Regions from separate parts of the Mus musculus genome. Here region 1 is linked to region 2. A link is a contact called in public Hi-C data. All regions are on one chromosome and are shown on one strand. Each heading gives the region's core, a stretch centred on a gene start, on an enhancer-like site or on the middle of the called end of the contact. The rest is flanking DNA. Distances are from core to core; before and after follow the strand shown. Region 1 overlaps Col27a1 (collagen, type XXVII, alpha 1). Region 2 holds the start of Kif12 (kinesin family member 12).

The links. A called contact is a pair of places that touch in the nucleus more often than the background predicts.
Region 1: a Hi-C map of bone marrow-derived macrophages shows a contact between it and region 2, with 64 read pairs. The contact joins the enhancer-like site here to the promoter of Kif12 in region 2. A contact is called at or near these places in 26 of 39 promoter capture datasets (the 3T3-L1 cell line, 3T3-L1-derived adipocytes, the C10 cell line and 19 more), 6 of 15 datasets of contacts at CTCF or cohesin (embryonic stem cells, hippocampal excitatory neurons, large pre-B cells and 3 more), 199 of 484 Hi-C or Micro-C datasets (the 3T3-L1 cell line, the 63-12 cell line, the AML12 cell line and 116 more), 21 of 115 datasets of contacts at active chromatin or transcription factors (CD4 single positive thymocytes, PVALB interneurons, Th17 cells and 16 more) and 6 of 9 other capture datasets (adipose tissue, bone marrow-derived macrophages, embryonic tail and 3 more).

The regions. Positions count from the first base shown.
Region 1 is chr4:63,313,594-63,319,088 of GRCm38.p6, forward strand. It overlaps Col27a1 (collagen, type XXVII, alpha 1), which reads left to right. Exons shown (of 61, transcript NM_025685.3): 39 at 41-148; 40 at 1,080-1,133; 41 at 1,969-2,022; 42 at 3,735-3,791; 43 at 3,894-3,947; 44 at 4,391-4,444; 45 at 4,669-4,722; 46 at 5,328-5,381; 47 at 5,457-5,495. Among named protein-coding and RNA genes, the nearest start is that of Orm1, 28 kb to the right of the region's middle. Within about 2 kb of position 2,623, at least 81 of the 459 cell types and tissues checked have an H3K27ac peak or open chromatin away from gene starts, as enhancers often do. A contact at or near this core is called in the C2C12 cell line, the C3H10T1/2 cell line, beige adipocytes and 15 more, where this site is marked.
Region 2 is chr4:63,167,961-63,173,452 of GRCm38.p6, forward strand. Kif12 (kinesin family member 12) reads right to left here and starts at 4,171. Exons shown (of 19, transcript NM_010616.3): 1 at 4,020-4,171; 2 at 3,861-3,926; 3 at 3,692-3,770; 4 at 3,359-3,471; 5 at 3,194-3,269; 6 at 2,728-2,862; 7 at 2,471-2,606; 8 at 1,741-1,832; 9 at 1,405-1,561; 10 at 727-845; 11 at 534-638; 12 at 1-44. The coding sequence starts at 4,045.

The DNA of each region.
Region 1 (5,495 bases), core at 1,373-3,872, 140 kb after region 2:
CTCTCTCTCTCTCTCTCTCTCTCTCTCTCTCTCTCTCCAGGGTGCCAAGGGCCACCAAGGATATCTGGGAGAGATGGGCATCCCCGGAGAACCTGGGCCCCCTGGGACCCCAGGTCCTAAAGGGTCCCGGGGCACCCTAGGACCAACGGTAAGGATCCGGGCTGAGGGAAGAGCACACGAATAGGGAGGGGTACTAGCTTCCCTATAAGAGCCACCCACCCCACTGTTAAAGAATCCCTAGGTTTCATGTCCCAAGGCACCTCGTTTCTGAACTCCCCAAGGATACAGCCTTGAATACACAGTCATGGCAGGCAAAACACATCTTGCAAACTACAGGCTGCAGTAGGTCCCTGGTGCTTTCTGTGAATGGACACTGGGTGATCAAATCCCTGAGGGAAGAAGGATCCAGATTCCCTGGAACAGGGTGAGGGGCTGCAGGTGTCTGAGTGGCTGGGAGAGAGTCCTAGGGCCCTGCTAGATTATCCTGAGGCAGAGATCCACGTGTATGAGAGCTGAGATGAGAGAGGACACCATCGCGGAGCAGAGGTAGGGTCGTGGCATCTCTGAGCAAATGGAGCAGTAGTACCCTTTCATATGGTATGAAAGCTTTCAGTGGTGGCTTCCTGCGATGTGTGTCATCACAGGGTAAAAGCTGGGGAGATACACAGGAGTGTCCATTAGATGGCACTTTGCCTGGAATCCAGGCTCAGGTAATGCAAACATGGGTAGCAGTTTGCTGGAAGAAGCAGAGTAGGAAAAGGCCCCTTCTTAATAATACTTATTTAACAGGAAGTCTCAGAAGTTTAAGCAGTAATAGCAGCTGAGCTCAGACAGCTATTAAGGGTCTGAAAAAATGTCACCTACATCTTTATAAACCATGGGAGCATAGAGTAGGGAGGGCTAGGGAGGTAGGGGCCTGGGAGGAGGCCTCTTGCTTTTCACCTTGTCCGCCTTGGTTCAAGATATCATATAGGTGCAAGGCTGCTGAGCTGAGTGGCTGGAGCCAGGGGAAGGAGTCACTATCATGTTCCCACTGCGGGAAGTGTACTATATACCAACAAGGGTCTTCTTCTTTCTAGGGTGCTCCAGGACGGATGGGAGCCCAAGGAGAACCAGGATTGGCCGGTTATAATGTAAGTGACACACATTTAGGGGAATCTCCTCCTCACCCTCTGGAACTTTTCCTGCATGCTGAACTCAGTCCTTCTCACCAGAGACGGGCGATGTGGGTCCCATAGCCTCAGGGAACTCCTGGACCCTTAGATTTGGGTGGAGGCAAGGGTAAAATTAGAGTGATGGGGCAGAGAGAGTTCCAGTACCCACTGGAGATCTAGAGGCTCCCTGCTGGTCGGGTGCAGGTCCCTAAAGAGAGAGCATCGTGTTCCCAGAACCTCCATGCACATCCAGGAGATGAAGGCTCAGAAAGGACAGGCTTGGTTAGAAAGGAATGAGGGCTCAGAGCCGTTAGAGAACACATGCGCAGGCCAGGTCTGGCAGCTTAGTGCTTTTGGGAGTGGAGACCACACCCAGCCTCAGTGGCCTTTGCCAGACTCAGGGACTGCAGGAGACAGACAGGAGAGAGAGAAGGGAGAAAAGAAAGAACAAATGAGAGGGGATGGAGGACTAGAGAGGCAGGGAGGACTCTAGAGGGACTACAGAGGCTCAGAGTTGCCTGCCATAGCAGGATGGCTTTTTCCCATAACTCTGCCAAGGTAGCTTCCCCTCCTTTGGACCCCAGTTTGCCCCCAGGGCACCACAGTAGGGCTCTATTATCTAAGTTGGCACAGGATTGGAAGTGTGTCTGGGATCAACAGGCATATCTGGAAAACCAGGGCCCGGAGAGGTGCAGGGCGGGGGTGGGATCCTCTTATACTGTCCCATGTCCCCGTCTCTGAGTCCCCGTCCTTTGTCATCTGTCTCTCATATCCTCAAATTCTCTTCAGTTCCCTCCATTTTGTTTGCCTACAGGGACACAAAGGCATCACAGGACCCCTCGGGCCTCCCGGGCCCAAAGGCGAGAAGGTAGGTATTGCATCTTTAAGCAGTAGCTAGAGTCAAGGTCAGCTCTGGGGCTATGGGGATGGGGTCACATGGTGCAGGACATAGTATCCCTGCACTCATGGCTTTAGGGTCACCTGGCAGAAATGAACAGTTGTGCCACCACCAAGTCCCTGTTACTCCCCTATGCTTGTGAAAGGGACATTGGAACTACACAGGGAGAACTCACTCAGTGTGGGGAGGAGGGACACAGAAGAAGGAGAAGGCTCAGGAGGAGGGCCCCAGGGATGTGTGCCCTTCCATTAGGGCTCTGGAATTGGAAGAAACTATGGGGAGGTGCAGCAGGGAAAGCTGGGCTGGGTGTGAACACTGTTCACAGCAAGGAGCGCATGAGGGCCCGAAGGTATAAGGAATGGCTTTTGGGTCACATCTCCAGCAATGCCCAGTAGACCTGGAACCAGAACTCTGGGTTCCCCTGTCCTCCCTCCTCCTCCTCCTTCCGGTCCTCTCCCTCCTCGTGGCTGGAAGGCTTCCTAGCAGGCTGCATCCCTGCCTCCTTGTCCCTGGCCTCCCCAACCGTCCTTTCTTTTGCCGACTCAGCTTCCCACTAACTAAGTCCCGCTGTGGTGAGTCACACTGACTTGGCGTGCTGTCCTCCAGCCCCTCCTCCTGCCTGCATGAGTACAGATCTACAAGTCTAGCGTCCCAGGCCCTGGCATGGTCCCTGAGAGCCTGTAGGGAGCACACTCAGACCCTCTGCTCTCCTTAGCCATCATAAAGCTGCCAGGGATGACACAAACTCTGGGGCCAGGTGGAGACAGCACCCCAAGTGCCACTACCTAGGGTCAGAGGCAATCCCCACAATGTGGATTGGCATACAGTAGAGGGCCATGACATCACTAAGTGACATAATGCAGTAAGACTGCTGTCACATGCATAGCTCATTGTTGCTCTGTGGCTCATGAGTGCCCCACAATGAACAGCTGGCCACAGACTGGCCAGGGCTGGGGGGAGGAATGGGTTGCAAGGGAGATTTGTGGAAGTCCTGCTCTTTTCCCAGGATTTCCCTGTCATTGCTGTACAGAGCAGGTGGGTGAACCCAGCCTCTTGGTGCGTAAGGGCCAGCTCCCAGATAGCAGGTAAAGGGTGCTGCGGAGCCCTCTTCCTCTAGCCAGAACTCGACCCAGAGTGTGAGTCCAGTCTGTACTTGTGGCTAGGATCCTTTGTCTATACCAGTGGCCAGAGCGAGGGGGTCACAAGGTTCCTCCGCCTCCTTTCCCTAGTCTATAAAGTGGGGGTGAGGGAAACATTGCAGGGTTGCTGTAGAATCTGCAAGACAATATATAAAATGAATCTTGGCATGCCTAACAAAAGACTGTCTGGTCAACTCAAGTGCCCACCGGAGACTTTGAGGTCCCGTTGCCCTGTGCAGCTGCATTTCAGCCATCTGCAAAGCTGCCAAGAACTCATCCTACAGTTGGGCCAGGGCCTAAGGTGGCCTGCCGTGGCCGCAGGTCTCCACTGTAGTCTCTGCTCCTCTTTCAGCCTGCCCTAAGTGTCCATGTGGCATGTGGACACTGTTGCCACTATTACCTACAATGGTAGTTTTGACCGTTGGTCTCAGTCTGCCTGCCTACGGAGGCTGGCCTTCATCCCTGAGGAAGGCACCTTCCCGCCTGCAGTTCACTAACTCCCAGAGTGGCCTTTGCCTAATGCTGGTTCTGTGGTGTCCACAGGGGGACCAGGGCGAGGATGGCAAGACCGAGGGGCCCCCTGGGCCACCAGGAGATCGGGTAAGTTCCCGTTCTGTTCCCCCTGGCCTGCGGGTCAGGGCTAGGCTGCTGAGAACCCATGGAATGGGTGGCTCATGGTTATCCATTGCCCCTGTCCTTCAGGGTCCTGTGGGTGATCGAGGAGACCGTGGGGAGCCAGGCGACCCTGGATACCCTGTAAGTATCAGAGCTCTACCTTTGGGGAGTGTAGAGATAGTGGGAAAGGGGAAGCCAGTCTGGACTGGACACAGACTCCTGCCTCTGCCTGCCTTTCTTCACTAGTCATAAGGAGCAGAAAGCAGCCCACTATGAAACCAGGTTAATACCATGAAGGAAAGACCCAGACTCTCCTGAGGGTCCTCTCCTGAAGGTTTTGGGGACAGAAACAATCCACACAACTAACAGATTGGCTGACTTTCCTTCCAGCATGGTCCTGTGTAATGACTTCTTCTTGGGGGTGAAGGGACGGGGCTGGCTCAGTTTCCCCATTTATGTCTTCCTAGCAGAAGCAACTGCTACATTCCCCTCTATTCAAGCGGGACTTAGAGGGTCAATGATGTGGCCACCGGATTCCCCGGCCACTTCTGAGGGGCCCTCACCTGTCTCTCCTTCGCTTTCAGGGTCAAGAGGGAGTTCAAGGCCTCCGTGGAGAACCGGGCCAGCAGGGACAGCCTGTGAGTCCTGTGTCTTCTGCTATAAGCAGGGTGGAGCATCAGAAACAAGCTCTTTAAAAATTAGAAGGATCTGCCCTGTAGGAGGACATGAGGAAGCTCGGGGGCTTCCCTAGAGCCTGCACCCCCAAACCCCTCCTCACCCGTCCCCCTCCAGGCGGAGACTGGCCACCCTCCCCAGGAGAGAGGCCTGGAGCTGCCTTGAGTCACCTCACCTTGGTTTGCAGGGGCATCCAGGACCCCGGGGGCGCCCAGGACCCAAAGGATCAAAAGGCGAAGAGGTGAGACGGCTGGACTTCAGGGGGCGGGGGAAGGCTGAGCCCCTGGGGCAGGGGCCTCAGCTAGCCTAGGCTCACACAGTCAGCAAAGGCAAGGGCTGGAAGGTTCCACCTCCCCAGGCTCCCAGGCTCTGCAGCCATTCACAGGGGCTGAGGGGGATCAGCCTCTGAGTAGAAGTTGGCCTAGCCAAGAACTCAGCCCACACCTCTGCTGGGCTACAGTGAAGGAGTGAGAAGAGGGAGGAGCCAGCTGAGGGATGAAGGACAAGGAGAGACAAAATGGTCATGGAGGAGTCATTCCTTGCTGTGGACCCCAGGCCCCTGTGTTCCCTCCTGTAGGCCTGATATAAACCTTCCTCACTATGCCCCCTGGGCCCACACTCCTTAGGGACACCCATGATCGAGTCTAAAATGGCTCAGGGAGCCTTTGGAAAGTCTTAGCAACAGGGGAGCCAAAGAAGGAAGTCAGGACCCAGTGCAGCAGGGACAGCCCTGGGTGACCTGGGGGTGGCCATAGCCGTGGGCTTTCAGGCACGTGGCTCTCTGGTAGATCACACCAACTCTCAGTGCTTCCTGCTAATGTATATCTCTTACATCTGCTTTCTTAGGGCCCAAAGGGAAAGCCAGGCAAGGCTGGGCCATCAGGCCGGAGGGGGACCCAGGTGAGTTGCCATAGCTTCTCTGTCACCTTCTATGTTCTCCTGAGAAGGTTTAACCAGCTTCTTCTGTACCTCCAGGGCCTTCAAGGACTGCCAGGCCCCCGAGGCGTGGTGGGG
Region 2 (5,492 bases), core at 2,921-5,420:
AGCAACTCGTTCTCTACTTGCTGGGGTGGCTTTACTCCAGGGGACTACCAAAAAAGAAGCCCAGGGCTACTCTTTATGATTGTGTAGGCTGTGCCCAGCACAATGGCTTTCTGGTGTGAGGATTTGTGGAGTGGAAACTTTAGCCTCTGCTTCACCTGCCAGCCTTACACGCTGGCCTGGGTCATACCTCGTCTTTACTGCATCATCCTGAAGGGATTCAGTCAGAACTGGACTTGACTCCAAGCCCAAACTCAGTTCTGCCACAGTCTTGACTTACATTGCGATCTCTACATTGACCACATATCAGACCCCATATTAGACCTGACCAGCTGAGATCCTGAGTACATCTTGATGGCAGCCCATGCAGTCTCCAGCCCTAAGCCTGCCCAGACTCTGTGACATAGACCCTTGGCTATGACTCTGATATCAACCATGACATCATCCCCAGAATTCCAACCCAAATCCCAATGCTGATCCAATCCTAGATTCCAACCAGGATGGTAACTGGCCCTGGGGGTGTGTTACCTCCTCACCTTGGGACCCTGTGGCCGGGTGGTGATCCGCTGAGCTCGGCTTGCATATCGCAGAGTGCTGAGAGTCTCAGGAAGGCACTGCGCTGAAGGGGACACGCAGGCAACCTAGAGAGGCCTGCCCCTGAGTGCTTATATGGAAAATACCTTTCCTTAGGGCTCAGACCCTCTGCCACCTCCCCCATCCCTCGGATACCATGAGTGTGACCCCACGGCCCCCAAGTGAGTCTGCCAGCAACTTGGTGAGCTTGCTGTCCCGGAAGGGAATGTGGTTCTGCTTCCTCTGTGGGTCCAACAGCAGGGAGATGCAGTGGCCTGGTGCAAAGAGAAAAGCCCAAAGAGACTGCCCTGTGTGAGCCAAGCTGCCTAGCTGGGCTGCTGCAAGAGCAGGAAGCCCTTCCAGGCTAGGAAACCCTAGCCCCATCCCATCGCTTTCACATTGGTGTCTAGCAGCAGACCGGCATCTCTGAAGGCACAGATGTGCTGTCCACTCAACTCCCAATATTCGATAGAGATTTGAGAGATCTCCAATCTGACTGAAAAGGGATGTCACCAGCAGCTGTCACGCCATAGGCAAGTAGTGAAGCTAGTTCCCTAGGAACTTAGGGCCAACCATGCAGTTGGATACATAGACCCATTCTTTTCCCTGTACTGTGCCCGTTTTCTGAAAGTACAAGGGACATATGTGATGATGCTGACTTTAGGATGAACAGCCTGGTAACCATCTACCAGAGGAGGAAAGTCAGCCTCAGACTTGATGCCAGAACTCTAGCCCTCATCTGCAACCCAAGCCCTGTGGTCTCCCTAGTGTAGCAATGGATTCAGATCAGAGAAGGGACCCAAAAAGTCAGAGCAGTAAGCCCCCAGGTCTTACCCAATGCCAATAGGCTGCGGTTGATGCTATTGGCCTCAAGCATCAGCTGCCCTTGGGATCCTGTGGCTGCCACTTTCTCACTGCCTGCAAGATCCACAAAGCACAGCTTCCCTCCAACAGGGGGCTCCCCAAGGTCCACAGGAGGTACCTGCTGAGACTGGTGAACCAGGGTTTGATGGGAACTTGGGGAGGGCTGTCTGTATTAAAGTCCCAGTGTCTCAAGGTCAAAGGTTTCCTCCCCATACACCCAACAGAGCCAAGTTGTTTTATCCATGCAAAGGCAGAGAGTCTCAATGGGTATCCCTGAGCCAGCCCTTCCACAGGCTGGACACTCACAGTTGGGCGGCTGATGTGGAGTGTAAGCAGGGCATGGCTTCTGCTGGAGGCCTGGTTCAAGGTATGTGAGGAGCTCCGACGACGGCTGAGACCTGTGGAAGAAAACGTCAGGGTCTATACCATCTAGAAAGAATGGGCCATGCCAGTGAAAGGGCATTCCCCAAGGAGCAAGAATGTCAGATAGGTATCAGGACAGAAGCAGGAAGGGGTGGCTGGCTGGGGGAGTAAAGGGTACCAACTTTGGTGTAGCCAGGCGCAAGGAGTATGGGAGAAGGGAGCAAATGAACATCAGATAAGCACCTCTCCTACTGTGGAAAGACAGAGGAATGAAAACAGAGATCAACAGAGATGTGTAATGTTGGGAGCCAGATCTATAGTCCCAGTGTTCCCAGTGCCTGCCTGAGGAGGGCTCTAAGTAAATGCTCAAATGAGTAACTAAGGCTGGGACGATGACTTCTTAGACGAGCTAGGCTACGGGGTATGACCATTTCTCTTAGGCTCTGCCAAGGTGGAAGGTTAAAGCCAAGAGGAGTGGGTGAGAGGCACAAACAGGCCAAGGTAATCATTGTGTGGCCAACCTTGCCAAGGCTTTGAATCACTGCTTTGCTGGCCCTTCTCCACCTCAAGAATCCTCTTTTAAGTGCCAATTAATTTCCAGCAGCTTAGGTCCGGGGTGCCTCAGAGGGAGTTGAGGAATCCTTGCCTCCAAAGTTCCCATGAGGCAGCCTACCCATCTGCAGGAGCTCCATCAAAGCCTCCAGACTGCCAAACTCCACCACCCGAAGCTGTTCCACATAGAAGCCTCGTGCCTTGGTCCATCTAACAGGCAGAGGCCGTGGAGACCCCAGACTCAGCAAGTCCCAAACCTGGAAGGGAAAGGAGAAGAAACAGGCCCATACCCTTTTGACAATGGTCCGGCTTTCCCTTCTGCTTCTTAGCATCCTTGGTCCTTGGAACATAAGACCAGGTGGTCTGCCATTCTCTTACCTGCTCATTGTAGATCTCCAGGTAGGAAGCTCGGAGGGTGACCGGGGAATCCAGGTGCTGCACGCGATCTAATAGCCAGGTGAAGGTCCTCTGCATGATGCCAGCCAGGCTTGGGGGGACGGGCACCCCTTCCCCCTGGGGGCAAAGACAGTTGCGGCTGCAGCAGGAGCTTCAGCGGCAGCTTCTTTGCGGAGCACTAAATGCTCCAGAAGCCATGCCACAGGCCCCATTGAAATCTCATTGAAATCTCACAGTTCGTAGTCCATCCACGCCACCCTACAGACGAACTAACTAAAAGCAAGTAAGAGAAGCTGCCCAAATTAGAACACAAAGGCTCCAAACTCTGCAAGTCCTTGTCTTTGTTCCTCAGATACCAGGTCTGTGAAACAATGGGGTGGGACAGCATTATCCACGCCCCTTCCAGCCCGGAGTCCCATCCACAACCCGGCTTCACCAGGCTGCCCACCTGCGGAGGAGGTCCAGTCAGAGTGTAGGTCTTCCCAGAACCAGTCTGGCCAAACGTGAAGACCGTGCAGGAGAAACTGTAGGCAGCAAGGACGTGGCTGAGCCTGAGAAGCGGGCTCCAGGCGGTGTGAGAACCCAAGCCCTGCGCAGCCCAAGCATCACTCACCCGCGCAGCGCCAGCTCACCCAGGCGCTTCACACCGCAAGCTCTGAACACGTCCTCCTGCGTGCGCGCCCCGTCCAGTACGGCGCCAAAGCGGAACGCCACATCGGGGCTCACCTTGAGAGAGGATGGAGTAGGGGCGAGGCACCATGTAGGGATGGTGCATTGGGAAAGGCAGGCACTCTGGATTGAGCAGAGTCACTAGGAGGGGTGGGACATTCTGCTGTGGGAATCCTGGGGAGACGGAAGCAGAGAGGGGTCCTAAAGCAAGGTTGCTCCAGTTGGACGCATGGGTCTCCTCCTCAGATTCTTTTGCGGGGTTGGAAAGGCTTCTTACCTGCAGAGTCCTGGTCCCCGAACAGTGCAATGCACTCTGCTCCCCTCGACGCAGCTCCACTGTGCTCATGGGACGCACCCTGGCACCCAAAAACAGACAAGATGGTCTATACGGATAGTGCTTTCGGTCCCTTCCTGGCCCAGGTGCCTCCTAGTGGACCCATACTTACCTGAGCACCACTTGAATGGGAGTTTCTGATCCTTCTGGCCCTTGCTCCAGGTTCCGTGCTGGGTCTCTGTGGCCACATGAGAATTACCACCCCTGCCTTTAGTCGCTGTCCTCTGGGAGAGCTTCAGGGTATCCGCAACATCAAACAAGTTGTACTTACCCATCGGGAGACCCACGTTCCTCCATGTCTTGTAGTGGACAGGATTTCTTTCCCTTTCTAATATGCCTTACCCTCACCACAGCATGACTGTTCAGACACACCTTATATCCATCTCCCTCCCCAGTCTCCCACAGCCAGTCATCCAGAAATACTGCAGCCTGCCCAGAGCTAGCAAGTTAAAGATTTACCCACCCCACCTGTGAGGTGGGAAGTTCCATGCCAGGGCATTCCAGCTAGGGGGGTTTCTAGAGTCTAAGGATCCTTTGCTTTGGACAGTTTCCTCTAGAGAGATCTAAAGGATTACCCAGACCACCTTCTTGTGTCTCAAAGACATAAATCAGGGATGGAAAGGGCTCAGCTAAGGCCACAGAGCCAGAGAAAGAACGAGGCTCTTCTGGCACATACCCTCTGTCTCCTAATAGCTCAACCTTGCCTTAGCACAGAGCCCAGGGAGTGGAGGACCACAGAAAACCTAGCTGCCTGGTTGGCCTCTGGGCTGAGCTGACATCAGCTTCCCAACATCTGGTTAAATATTGGTGCACCTGCCTCTGGCAAGCTAATGCTAATCCACAGCCAGTGTGGTGTTTAACTCCATTGGCCTGGCTCACCAAAGCAGCAACAGCAGCAGAGATGTCTGTGAGCACGCTCAGGCTGCACCACCACTTTTCCCTGCCAGTCTCCATGATGATCCCAGGCCTGATAAATCCTAAGTAAGCCTGCCTATTGCTGCAGATGAGAGGAGCAGGAATAACCCAAGGGTATGGAGTCTTTGGGGGAAGTGCAGAGACTTGAAGCTGGGGGTGTGTGGAGTGAGAGGGCAGATGAGGAACTCAAAGTGAAGCACACAGTTCAGTAAGGTAGGGAAGAGGTGCAAAGATGGGGCATGGAGAGGTGTTTGGGGCTGGTGAGGGCTCCATTTTCTGGCCTCCTCAGAGAACCAGGAAGGCACTCAGAGTCACAAACAGAGAACTGACAGGTTGCCATTCTTGAACCAGCAAGAGGAGAGGAGCAAAAGAGAACACAGAAGGTATCATGGGCAATGTCTGTCGTGGGGCAGTCTAAGTTTGGGACTTCACTCTGGGCTAGCAGTGGAGGCGACGAGAAGGTCAGACCCTGGAAAGACTCATGTAGATGAATATTAAGAGGGGTAAGTATAACTGTCAAGACCTACTGTCTTTCTCTCGCTGTCTCTCTCTGTCTCTATCTCTATTTGTCTCTCTGTCTCTCTCTGTCTCTCTGTCTCTCTGTCTCTCTCTCTTTCTCTCTCTCTCTCTCTCTCTCTCTCTCTCTCTCTCTCTCTCTCTCTCTGTGTGTGTGTGTGTGTGTGAGTGTGTGTGTGTGTGTGTGTGTGTGTGTGCGCACACACATACTATGGCACAAATGTGGAGGTCAGTGGACAATCAGGTGTCAGTCTTGCCTTCCACTAAGGACAAGGGCAGATCTAGCTCTCTTGTCAGAGTGCCTAGCATGAAT